Linked DNA regions of Mus musculus: region 2 is linked to region 1. The links are chromatin contacts, called in public promoter capture Hi-C maps. All regions are on one chromosome and are shown on one strand. Each heading gives the region's core, a stretch centred on a gene start, on an enhancer-like site or on the middle of the called end of the contact. The rest is flanking DNA. Distances are from core to core; before and after follow the strand shown.

Region 1 (6,093 bases), core at 1,799-4,298:
TGCTGCTGACCATTTTTGGGAGTTGGACTGCAGACTGTAAGTCATCAACAAATTCCTTTACTATATAGAGACTACCCATAAGTTCTGTGACTCTAGAGAACCCTGACTAATATACCAGCCAAATTCTAATGCACTTGAATTACAGGAACTCAGGATATGGCCCCCTCATGCCTTTAATCCTAGTTACCATTGTCCTTTAATCATAGGACATTGGCTGCCTCTGTTGGAGAACAGCCACATTCAGGGACAGGGAGGGGAAAGGGACTGGGAAGAGACCATCAAGATGGCAGCCGGGGGTGGGGGGGTTGGGCTGGTGAGATGGCTTAGCGGTTAAGAGTGCCCACTGCTCTTCCAAAGGTCCTGAGTTCAAATCCCAGAAACCACATGGTGGCTCACAACGATCCGTAACGAAATCTGATGCCCTCTTTTGGAGTGTCTGAAGACAGCTACAGTGTACTTACATATAATAAATAAATAAATAAATAAATAAATAAATAAATATTAAAAAAAAAAAAGATGGCAGCCAGGATCCTGGGAAACTGCTCCTGGACAGGTGAGGAGACCCTGTAGTGACGGCCTGGGCAGACACAGACAAAGGGGTAGAGCAGGTCTGGGTACTGTTGGAGACATGTGGTAGTGACGGCCTGGGCAGAAATGAATATTAATACATGAAAAGCACTTCCTGGCTCACAATGAATGGCAGAATGTTAGGTCTGGTGATGATGGTGATGATGGTGATGGTGATGATGACGATAGTCAGCTATCTTGAGAATTATGGTGAAAAGCTCAAGGTCAAATCTCTCCTTATACAGTAGTAGAAGATGAGATGGCAAGGGGATGAACTGACCAGAGCACCTTGGATTTCAACTTTTGCCTTTACTCTCTCTTCCTATGACTCCTCAGAAAGCTTTACTTGAAAATTAGCCAAAACCTCTGGCCAATAAAATCTTACGTATCTACCGTATTAGATCTTTTTTCCCAAGATCCTAAAAGATATTTTTTAAAGATCAATAAATTAAATACTATAGAAATGGCTTATGATTCTACATGCTTACCCAACAGTATAAATAGTTTAAAATTATTTTTGATAAATTTCAATTTGCATCAGCATTAATTTTAACAATAAAATTAACAAAGCCATAGCCACTTATTTAAAACTCTGAAAGGGGCGGGGGACTTAGGATAGCTGATTTCTTTTCCACGTTAAGAAATGGGATGAGTCTGTGGGTGGCCAACAGCTTGGGAGGGTTGTGGGGTGCTGTCTGCCCTGAGGCATTGTTCAGTCAGGCTAATTTCCTCACCCCATTTGTCTAGAGAACTAGGACTTCACTGGTCCCTGGGTATCAGGGAAAAGCTGTGGTGCTTCCAACGGGAGGCAGTCCAGGCTGGTCACCTCAGGGTGTTGCTTGGTGTTTGGCTTGGCTCAACCACGTGAGACTCTTATCTTCACATTCCTAAACTGGGCCACAGGAAGGACAGTTTAAGTGGGATGTCACACAGATCTGGAATTCTCGTCTCAATGTCCAGAAATTCTTTCTTCCTTCTGTGTCTTTTTTTTTTTTTTTTTTTTTTTTTTTTTTTTTTTTTTTTTGGTAGCATGCTGCTTAAAAACAAAAAACAACCAACCAACCAAAACAAACAAACTAAAAAGACCCCCAACAACAACCAAAACAAAACAATCCAACCAACCAGGTGTGTGGCTGATGCTAAGTAGGTGGTTTTGTAGTTTGTGTTGAAGGGCACAGGACAAACCTTGAAATGTTAATGAAAATGTTAAAAAAACCAGGTATCCTAGGTTGTATTCAAAACCATAATCTTCTGTGGAGATTGGTCTGTGGAGGAGGTGACAAAGATAGTCTCCATGTGTGCTTTACAAAGACGTCCAACGCCACTGAGTAAGACCAACATCTTGGCCTGTAAGATGGGGGACGGGGTGAGGTTCATAAGTGTAGGCAGTGAAACTATTCTTCAGACATTCTGGACACAAAATTTTCTTTCCACGCGTTTGTGTTTGACCTTGGACTAATTAAATTATCCTTGCATTTTTCTGTTTGCTAATACCTAAAATAGGGCGAGTAGTACGATTTGCTTCACAGAGCTAAAGTGAGAACAAACAGCCTCAGTGTCGTGCCTGCTACAGACAGTAAGCCCTCAGTAAATTATTAGTAAATTATTATTAGAGCACTTTAAAGTTACAAGAACATTTCACTTAAAGACCCTTTTAGTTGGAGTAAGGTGGGAGCAGAAGACAACCATTGCAGCGGAATTAGTGCCTTCCAGAGCTAAGAAACAGGAGCAGGGGCAGAAGGAGGGGAGTCCCGAGTTAGCTCTATATGTGCGTGTATGGGTGTGTGTGTGTGCGCGCGCGCTGTGGAGTGCTGGACCTGGGACCCTCTACGAAGCCCCTCCTTACTCCTGTGTTTCAGGGAATCCATAGTTTCCTTTACCAGAAAAGCAAGGATAATATTTAAAGAATAACTGGCGAGAGTCGAAGCATTAACCTGCTTCTGGGTCAGGCTAGGCACACACAGCAAATGCCTACATAGCCCTTCGGTTCCAGGCTTGTTTCTTTGCGGCTTGGTGCAGCAGTCACTCCTTAGCACCCCGCCTTCCTCCCTGGAGACGCGGGCGAGGGGCACACAGCAGCCAGACCGCATCGCACCGCACCGCACCGCGGCGCACGCGCACTCGCTCGCCTAGCACCCGGGAAGGGAGGGTGGGCGGGGAGGCCTGGAAAGTTCCACCGGGTTCCAGAGCCCAAGGTTGGTAGGCGCGGAGGCGGCGGGGAGCGGGTGCGTGCCGAGCGAGGAGACGGCCTCCGACGGGCTGCTCGAGACCGTGTCCACGCTCCGCAGGCTCGGGGGACACAGACACGGCCCGGGAGGGCAAGCAGGAAGCCGTTGAGGTGCAAGTGCAAGGCGCCCTCCGGGAGAGGGGCGGGGCGGTGCCGGGTGGGCGGGGCTCTCGGTGGGCGGGGCGAGCCGTCTGCGCAGCTGCCGGAGCCTTTAAACCCGGCCTCGCGGGGTCGCACGGTGCTTTCGCCGTCCGGGAGCTGACCGGCCGTGTTCCTCTCTCGTCTTCCTCTGCGCCCCGCGTCCCCGCCCTCGCGACCCCGGCTCTCCTGGACTCGGCGCCGCCAACCTGGGCGATGCCCCGCTACGAGTTGGCTTTGATTCTGAAAGCCATGCGGCGGGTAAGTGACCTTCCCTCAGACCGAGTTCCCGCGCGGGCGCGCCCCGCCGCCTCTAGGCCTCCCAGTCCCGCGTGTCCTGCCTGCTGGACACCGGGTCCTCTCGCGCGGTGCGCGGGTGGTCGCGGGCGCAAAGTGGGGGGGTGGCGCGTGGGTCAGGCGCTCGGCGCGGCCGCGTGCGCGCGGGAGGCGGGGGGTGTGTATGCCCGCGCGTGTGCGCGGTCGCGGGAGGGGGTGTGCCGAGCAGGGGGCGGGGCGGGCCTCGGACCCCGGCTCTCCGGAGTCCGATGGAAGGACTGCGGGAGGACACACGCGCGAGAACCCAGGCCAGCCCCGCTCTGCGCCCACGCGTCGAGAAGCTGCTCGTCGTCCCCGCCGGCCGCTGGTCCCGATCGCCTGCCCTCAGCGTCCGCGATCAGTTACAGCCTTCCTCCAAAGCCCGCCAGTGCCGGCTGTGTACCCACGCACTTGTCACCGCTATCACACCAAAAAGAAAAAAAAAATCTTTTGACCTTTCTTTTTCTGACTCCAGCGGAAATCCTGCTCCGGGTGCCCTTAGCCCAGTTTTATTCATCCAAGTTGTGGCCTTGCTTGTGTTTCCGAAGACATGCCTTCCCCCAGCTTTTGATTGATCTGGAGGTAGGGACTTTCAGGTTTGGAGGGATGATAAACCACCAGCAGCCGGGTCACGGACTGGGGTCGGCGGCCGGCGGAGGCAGCTATGTTCTGAGTCAGTCAGTCGTCGCTGAAATCCCCATTCTTCTGAGAGAATTCGGTAATGTAGTGTGCTTTCACGCACTCTCCTTCCCTAGCAGGTACAGTTTAAAAGAAAACAAAAGCAACCGTTGTCCTTTTTTTGAGCGTTTGGAAGCAGCTTTCTTCTAGCCCTGGGCATGTAGGCTTTGGGTCAATTTCAAGTAGTGGCTTCAGTTTGAATCAACTTAAGCCAGGGGTCACGGGCTAGGCTCTGGTGAACAGCTAACAGTCAGGCAGCAGGAGGAGATTGTTCGGTGTGCCTTGTACAGGGTTGGCTTGGAAAGGACACCAGAGCCACCTGATGGTCCTGAAGTTTGTGCCCCCAAGCTTACTGACTCCCTGGCTCCGGGAGAACATTGTCTCACCTCTGGGTAATACTTTATCTACCTTCCTTCCTCATTGGGTTTTACAGAGTTAAAAGAATAGGAACAACAGAGGGGTCAGGGTCGAGAAAGTATTAAAAAGGGACTGTTTCTGATTAAATGGAAATTACTTAAGCCTCCCTTTATACTTTTTAGGTAATGTTAGAAACTGAAAAAATGTGACCACCAAGATTCATTCCCTCAAGGTGTGAGGTAGCAGTGACCCTTTGCACTCCTTTGAATGAGAGACTCTTGCTTAGCATGGCTGCCCAGTACACTGGCTAAATGTATTTTACCATGATGTGAATATGTGTTCACTCTGATTCAAAAGTCGGGTGTAACCTGCTCAAAATCTTGGCCTGAGGGTAGGTTCAAAGCACCTTAGAGAAGAGTGAAGACGGAAGAGAGGTGCTTAAACATAGTGTGGAAGATGTGTGAAGATCCTTACAGACCCAAAGAAACTAGATAAAATGACAACCCTCGGTTTTTCGTTCTGACTTTGAGAAGGTTGTAAACAAGTAAAGATGTGCAGAGACTAGACTTTTTTTTTTTTTTTTGCTTTCAGCTTTAGAAAACTGAATTCTTACAGGGTATGTACTTGTGGGTGTAAAGGAAAATGCACTTTGTTTTAAAAGAAAATGGCACAGTGGTTTGAACACCTAGAGCAGGTGTTTAGGAAGCCACAGCTCCCACCTAGGACAGTTAGCTTTTGTAGCGGGAAGGCTTTCTAAACAGAGTTCTGAGATGCATGTTGGATGCCTGATAGTGCACCCTTCCATGTGACGGCATTCTCCCTCCTTCCTCTCCTCCAAGAGCCTTGTGTTCCAGGGCTGGGAGTAAGCAGGCGCTGAAGCAGAAAAGGGAGTTGAGAGACTGACTGCAGTCTCCTAGAGACCCTGTCTCCCACCCAGCATTGTACTCTTGTTTCTCCTATGCCTACAAAGCAGTCTTAGTTTGTCTTCCCTATTGTGACTCTTACTTTATTTTACTGTCCTTGACTTCAGGCTTGACTTACTTCAATTGAGCTTTTAGAGTTTAAATGTAAAGATGCATGTTGACATAGCATAGTGAGTGCCTTTGTAGCAGATTGCCTGTGAGAGTTCTCAGGCTGAGACCTCAGGATAGACGTTGTAAAAATTCTAGGGCTGTCTCCTCAGTCTGCAGTTGGCTTGATTCTCACGAGCCCTTGTTTTTGATGCATTTCGAGGTTTGTGTGTTTACAGGTGCAGACCACAGTCCTCAAGATTGTGCACTTTGATTTTAATGCTATTTCAAAGTTGTAATTTTGTATTCTCTGGCATAAAAACCAGGATAAAAACTTGAGGAGTATGGTAGAATGGCACGGCGGATGTGAGTTGGGCTCTGGGGGTGCTGACAAGCCATGGGAAAGGTAGTTGCTTAGGACCAACAGCCTTAGGTGCCTTACTAGGAGAGCTGCTGACACTGGCTGACACTGGAAGCTCCTATCCAGGCTTCTAATGGCTTCAGGAGAGAAAACAGGAAGGGCAGAGCTGCAGAGGGAACACCAAGCTGCAGATGCCAGCAGCGTCTTCTCCCAAGGATTGCCTGTGGGGCAGTGAGCGCAGGCTGCTCTCCACCTCCGCCTGCTCGCTCGCTCGCTCGCTCGCTCGCTCGGGAGGACTTTGAGGTGGTTGAGGGAGGCTGGTGAGCCTGGGAATACTTGATGCCCTGCTTCTCTCGAGCTCCTGGACGTCACTCTGCAGTTTCTCCCTTCGTGAAAGAGCTCTGGGTTCCAATGGATAAAGCCACACCCAGCCCTAAAGG
Region 2 (6,093 bases), core at 2,077-4,576, 1.7 Mb after region 1:
CTGAGTGCTGTGATTAAAGACGTGTGCCACCACCGCCCGGCCATCTGTCAGTTCTTAATATTGTATATTTATTGCCAATCTTGATTATAAATTGAGATGTTCTTTTTCTTTTTTTTTTTTTTAACAGCTTACAAATTTTGAGTCAGCCAAGCTTTAACCCCTTCATCCCTGGATATAAATACTAGACATGTAGACGGTTTTAAATGCCTGCATGTGCTGGTTACACAAACGTCAATGTACCTGGGAAGAGGAGCCTTATCTGAGAAAAGCCTCCATCAGATTGCCTGTAGGCAAGTCTGTGGGCATTTTCTTGATTAATAATTGATGCACGTGGGCCCAGCTCCCTGGAGGTGGCACCACCCGGGCAGGTGATCCTGGAAAATATAAGACAGCTAGCTGAGCAAGCCAGTAAGCAGCATTCCTCCATGGCCTCTACTTCAGTTTCTGTCTCCAAATTCCTCCCTCAAGTTCCTGCCTGGCCTGAATTCACGGTACACTGTGCTAGGGACATGTAAGCAAAATAAACTGCTTTCTTCCAAAATTGCTTTTTGTCACCATGTTTTCTTATAGCAACGGAAACCCAGCTAGGGCACTGTGCCGTGACAGATTTGTATATGTTAGGTTTGGCCCAAGTGGGTGGGCTTTCTCATTACTGCTATAACACAATTCAATTCCCTCTGTTCAGTGGGCTGTGAGCTGGTTAAACCTTGAAGACTGTCAAGGGAAAAAAAAAAAAACCTAGCTGAGTGCTGTGGCGCATACCTTTGATCCCAGCACTCAGGAGGCAGATGTTTGTGAGTTCAAGGTCAGCCTGCTCTACTGAGCTACTTCCCTGTCAGCCAGAACTACAGAGAAACCTTGTCTCAAAAAGCCAAAACAAAACAAACAACAAAACATGCCAATTGTTGTTTGGCCATTTTGTCTAAGCTCTGAGATGAGAGTTTATCAAACCTTCACTGGGAAGTTAACTTTACTGAAATTAATGTTTTCCTGTTAAGTTGGCTCAATTCTTTGCTTCCCCACCCTTTCCATTTCAAGACCAGACATAAAAACCATTCCTGAGAAGACTAGAGTACTTGTATCTAGCAGATGGATGGAATAAAAGTTAGGGAACCAGACTTCAGCCATTTACATAACCCTTCCTGTTAGGGTTGTCATCTGGGTTTTGTTTTGTTTTTTACATTTAGTGTGTGTGTGTATGTGTGTGTGTGAGAAGACAGCTTTTAGAAGCTGGTTTTCTTATCCAAGAATCAAACTCTGAGCAGCAAGTGCCTTTACCCGATTAGCCTACTTGCCTTCCTGGATATATCTATTTTGGAATCTGATATAATCTATTTTTCCCAGAAAAAATATTCACTGAGCTTTATAAGCAATTACTAAATAGATTTGGATGGTGTCTTAGTTACTATTGCTGTGATGAAACACCACAACCAAAAGCAGCTTGGGGAGGAAGGGTTTGGCTTACTCTTCCATATCATGGTTCACCTTTGAAGGAGTCAGGGCAGGAACTCAAGCAGGGCAGGAACCTGGAGCCAGAAGCTGATGCAGAGGCCATGGAAGGTGCTGCTTACTGGCTTGCTCAGCTTGCTTTTTTTTTTTTTAAGATTTATTTATTATATGTAAGTACACTGTAGCTGTCTTCAGACACCCCAGAAGAAGGCATCAGATCTCATTACGGATGGTTGTGAGCCACCATGTGGTTGCTGGGATTTGAATTCCGGACCGTTGGAAGAGCAATCAGTGCTCTTAACTGATGAGCCATCTCTCCAGCCCTCAGCTTGCTTTTTTATAGAACACAGAACCAAACACAGAAGTGGATGCTCACAGTCAACTATTGGATGGATCACAGGACCCCCAATGGAGGAGCTAGAGAAAGTATCCAAGGAGCTAAAGAGATCTGCAACCCTGTAGGTGCAACATTATGAACTAACCAGTACCCCATAGTTCTTGACTCTAGCTGCATATGTATCAAAAGATGGCCTAGTCGGCCATCACTGGAAAGAGAGGCCCACTGGACAGGCAAACTTTATATGCCCCAGTAGAGGGGAACGCCAGGGCCAAAAAATGGGAATGGGTGGGTAGGGGAGGGTGTGGGAGGGTGTGGGAGACTTTTGGGATAGCATTGGAAATGTAATTGAGGAAAATATGTAATAAAAAAAATAAGAAAAAAAAAAAAAAAGAACACAGAACCACCAGCCCAGGTATGTCTTTACCCACAATGGGCTGGGCCCTCTCCATCAATCACTAATTGAGAAAATAAGGTTTTGTCTGCTTATAGCCAGATCTTATGAAAGTATTTTCTCCATCGAGGTTCTCTCCTTTCAGCTGACTCTAGATTGTGTCAAATTGGCATAAAACTAGCCAGCACTAGATAGCTCTTTCTAAAATTTTCATGGAATAGGCTATCACTGAAATAACCTTAGTCGGTAGAAGGCGCTGTTTCATCTGGCAGCGCTGCTGCTGGCGTCATCAAGACACGGTCAATGTCAGAGTGAATCCTGCCAGCTCCCAGACCCCATCACTCTTCGAGGATGCATGGACACCTTAACCCGGAACCCCCAAGCCTTCTGTTCCTGTTACCTGGGATTCTTCCTGCCTCCACCCCACGATGAAGATTGTGGGTGTGGTCCTGACGCAAAGCCCAAGGGTGCACGACACTGGGAAGGCCCTGCTCCCAGAGTCCGGAAAGCCCAGGGTTTTTTTTTTTTGTTGTTGTTGTTTTTTTTTTTTTCTCTTTTTTTTTTTTTATTAGGTATTTTCCTCATTTACATTTTCAATGCTATCCCAAAGGTTCCCCATACTCAGCCCCCTTCCCCATACCCACCCCCCAAGCCCAGGGTTTTACCTGCCTGTTTATGTGAGACCTTACCCGACTACATCGCAAGGCCACGCCCACCACTGGCCCCCCAAGTTTAGACCAGCCTCCAGCCCCAAAAACCCCGCCCTCAGAGACCCCACCCACCATCGGTCCACTGGCAGCTCCACGCGTCCAGAGCCCCGCCTTGAGCACCGAGGCCCCACCCACTCTGCCAGACCCCTCCCCCAACCCCTCCGCCTCCAAGTCTCCTCTTTCGCTCTCCGCCCTATGTGACTGACCAGGGCGCGGCCCCACGCCGCAGAGGCCAAACCAACCCCGCCACCAAGGCCCCGCCCACACGCCTAGAGTCCCGCCCACGAGGAGAGAGGCGCCGCCATACCGTTAAGGCTCCGCCCCCGTTCACGCGCAACGTCATGACCCCGCCTACAATGGCCCCTCCCAGTCACCGCTAAGGACCCCGCCCCACGCCGAGGGCCTGCCTCCAGGTCCCGCCCCCCGAGGTCCCGCCTTCCGGCCCCGCCCCCAGCCGCCCAGTTCCCGGGAGTGGCGGCAGCTGGGCGGAGGCGCAGCGATACCTCCGCCTTCGAGGTCTCTGCCGAAGCGCAGAGCCGCCTTGTCCCGCAGCCGACGGGCTCCGTCCCACGCCCACCGCCGAGGTCCGCGGCCGCCGGTAAGTGTGGTCCCCGCGGGCCCGGAGCGGCAGAGGCGTAGAGCTCGGGCGGTGGCGCGTCTGCTGCAGTGCGGGTACGGCCGCGCGTGGGTGTGGGCTTCAGACCCGGCCTTCTGCGCCTGGCAGGGTCCGTGCGAGCGGGCCTCGGGCCGCAGGTGGAGGTCGAATGGCCACCGCTGTCAGCCTAGCCGGCCCAGGGCCGTTCTGGAAGCTCAGCCTTTGTTGGGCAGGGCTTCCAGGTTCCCTAATGGTGTCCCAGCAGCCGGCGTGCACCAGCCAGCCTGCCCCTGCGCCGGCGGATAAGCCGCGGAGGAGGTGCTCACCCGGTGACAGCAGTCCCCATCTCGGGAAGCCTGTGTAGGGTTGTTGAGGACACCCCACCTTTAAAAGCTATTCCTGTGAAGTGTCAGGTGTCTTGCTTTTTTTCCCCCCTCTAGTGCTATTTGATCTCAGTGTAAAAGACCGAATTCAAAACTGGGCCAGTTGGTAAAGAGGGTTGATGCGCTGTAGAAGCAGGGACATTATCAGCAAGTAAATAGGAAGGCTGCTGATTGTCGGCTTTTACTGTGTTCATCATACTCCTTCCTTGTAAGCATGTTTACAACCGACTTCCGGATCCAGCAGATGGCTTTTGCGTCTTCACCTGAGCTTAGAAATTAGGAATGGGTAAGGCGAGAGCACTCCTACGAATGCTTTCTGTTTCAAGGTAAAGGTATCGGGTGCACGTGTGCATAGGGCTTTGCGTATTATCTTTTGTAGCCTCCATAGCGCTATCAGCCCACTGAACTGCGGTTGTATCTCACAAAAATAGGTGTTGGAGATGGCTTGTGAGAGGGGCTGTTTAGAGGTTGACCTAGCCATTGTATAACAGAACTGAGCCCGAATCCTATGCCTACCACTAATCCCTAATATCCCCATCTTTCGGCAGTAATGTCCCTTGTGGGACTCCAGTGTGTTTCGTAAGTGAAATCAGTGTAGAGCTGACACAGAAACTGTGTAGTGTTGTAATTCCCCATGCCCGTATTTTGAAGGGGTTCGCTTGAATAACCTCTGAGCTTCTTACCTGTGCAGTTGTGCCAGCATTGGGCCCTCACAGAGAAAGAACTGCACCTGCTGCCTGTTCATACCTGGCTGACAGCCTCCTTGCCAAGGGCAGCCAGGCGCTCTCTGTCATCCTGGACACTCACCGTCTCAGTGATGCAGCTCTTCCTGGCATCATGAGAGTCCACACCTGTGGGCTCCGAGGACTCCTTTGCTGATAGCTTGCCTTCCTCTTTCCTCTCTTGTCCAAACCAGACTCGGATAGCTCTGTGTGTGTGTGTGTGTGTGTGTGTGTGTGTGTGTGTGTGTGAGAGAGAGAGAGAGAGAGAGAGAGAGAGAGAGAGAAGAGAGTGTGTGAGTGTGTATGTGTGTGTGAGAGTGTGTATGTGTGTGTAAGAGAGTGTATGTGAGTATGTGTATGAGAGAGAGTGTGTGAGTGTGTGTGTGTGTGTGAGAGAGAGAGAGTGTATGTGAGTATGTGTATGAGAGTGTGTGAGTGTGTGTGTGAGAGAGAGAGGAGAGAGAGTGTGTGAGTGTGTATGTGTGTGTGAGAGTGTGTATGTGTGTGTAAGAGAAAGAGTGTATGTGAGTATGTGTATGAGAGTGTGTGAGTGTGTGTGTGTGTGAGAGAGAGAGTGTGTATGTGAGTATGTGTATGAGAGTGTGTGAGTGTGTGAGAGAGAGAGAGAGAGAGAGGAGAGAGTGTGTGAGTGTGTATGTGTGTGTGAGAGTGTGTATGTGTGTGTAAGAGAAAGAGTGTATGTGAGTATGTGTATGAGAGTGTGTGAGAATGTGTGTGTGTGTGTGTGTGAGAGAGAGAGAGAGAGAGAGAGTGAGTTGCAGCCAATCTTTGGGCTTCCTTTCTCAGGAAAGACATCCTTTTTATTTTGAGGCAAAGTCTCTCCTTGAGCCGGGAGCCCAGGTTAGGCCAGGCTGGTGGACAGAGCCCTGTGCTAGGATTACAAATGTGTACCCAGCACATCTGGCCTTTCTATCTGGGTTGTGGGGATGGTTCAGGTGCTCAGCACTTACCTGACTGAGCCACCTCCCCAGCCCAGACTCAGTCAGTATTCTAGCCTACCCTCTGTCACCTCATGTCAGCCTTATTCAGCTGCAGTTATTTAAGTAGTTCCTCAAGTTAGACTAGAGACCCAGTCCTGCTTGAGAATCTTTGTTCTGGGACACTTAATAAACAAACTATGCTTGGGATATTTCAGGACTGCTGTTGTATTGGAGTTCAGACTGAAAATTCCTTAGAGGAACAGGGGGTGGGGGTGGGTGCAGGGAGCTTATAGACTTTGTGGCTATAGCAACTTTGTAGACTTGGCAGAATAAAAGCACTGCTGCTCTGATCGCCACCCTTTCCTCCTGTTTTCACAAAGCAAGAAACCTAGTATTTCAGAAAAAAGCTTACAGGTCCTCCCGAGAGTGAATCTTGTGGGTTCATTTGCATAGGCAGCAGCAGCAGCAGTGTGGAGGGATGCGTCTCTCTGGGAACACACCCAGTACAGTGAAGGGAGCAGAGGGTGGAGCCTTGTAGAATGAGGGAGGCATTGGTAATGAG

What was found. Capture Hi-C pulls out chosen DNA fragments and counts their contacts.
Region 2: a contact with region 1 is called in a promoter capture Hi-C map of liver, with 7 times the contacts expected there. The contact joins the promoter of Dop1b here to the promoter of Mrps6 in region 1. A contact is called at or near these places in 1 of 115 datasets of contacts at active chromatin or transcription factors (astrocytes) and 2 of 9 other capture datasets (adipose tissue and liver).

Annotation. Positions count from the first base shown.
Region 1 is chr16:92,055,288-92,061,380 of GRCm38.p6, forward strand. It overlaps Mrps6 (mitochondrial ribosomal protein S6), which reads left to right and starts at 3,049. Exons shown (of 3, transcript NM_080456.1): 1 at 3,049-3,193. The coding sequence starts at 3,149. It overlaps Slc5a3 (solute carrier family 5 (inositol transporters), member 3), which reads left to right and starts at 3,035. Exons shown (of 2, transcript NM_017391.3): 1 at 3,035-3,193.
Region 2 is chr16:93,708,581-93,714,673 of GRCm38.p6, forward strand. Dop1b (DOP1 leucine zipper like protein B) reads left to right here and starts at 3,327. Exons shown (of 37, transcript NM_027293.1): 1 at 3,327-3,488. Gm41501 (a long non-coding RNA gene) reads left to right here. Exons shown (of 3, transcript XR_876265.3): 3 at 128-1,052.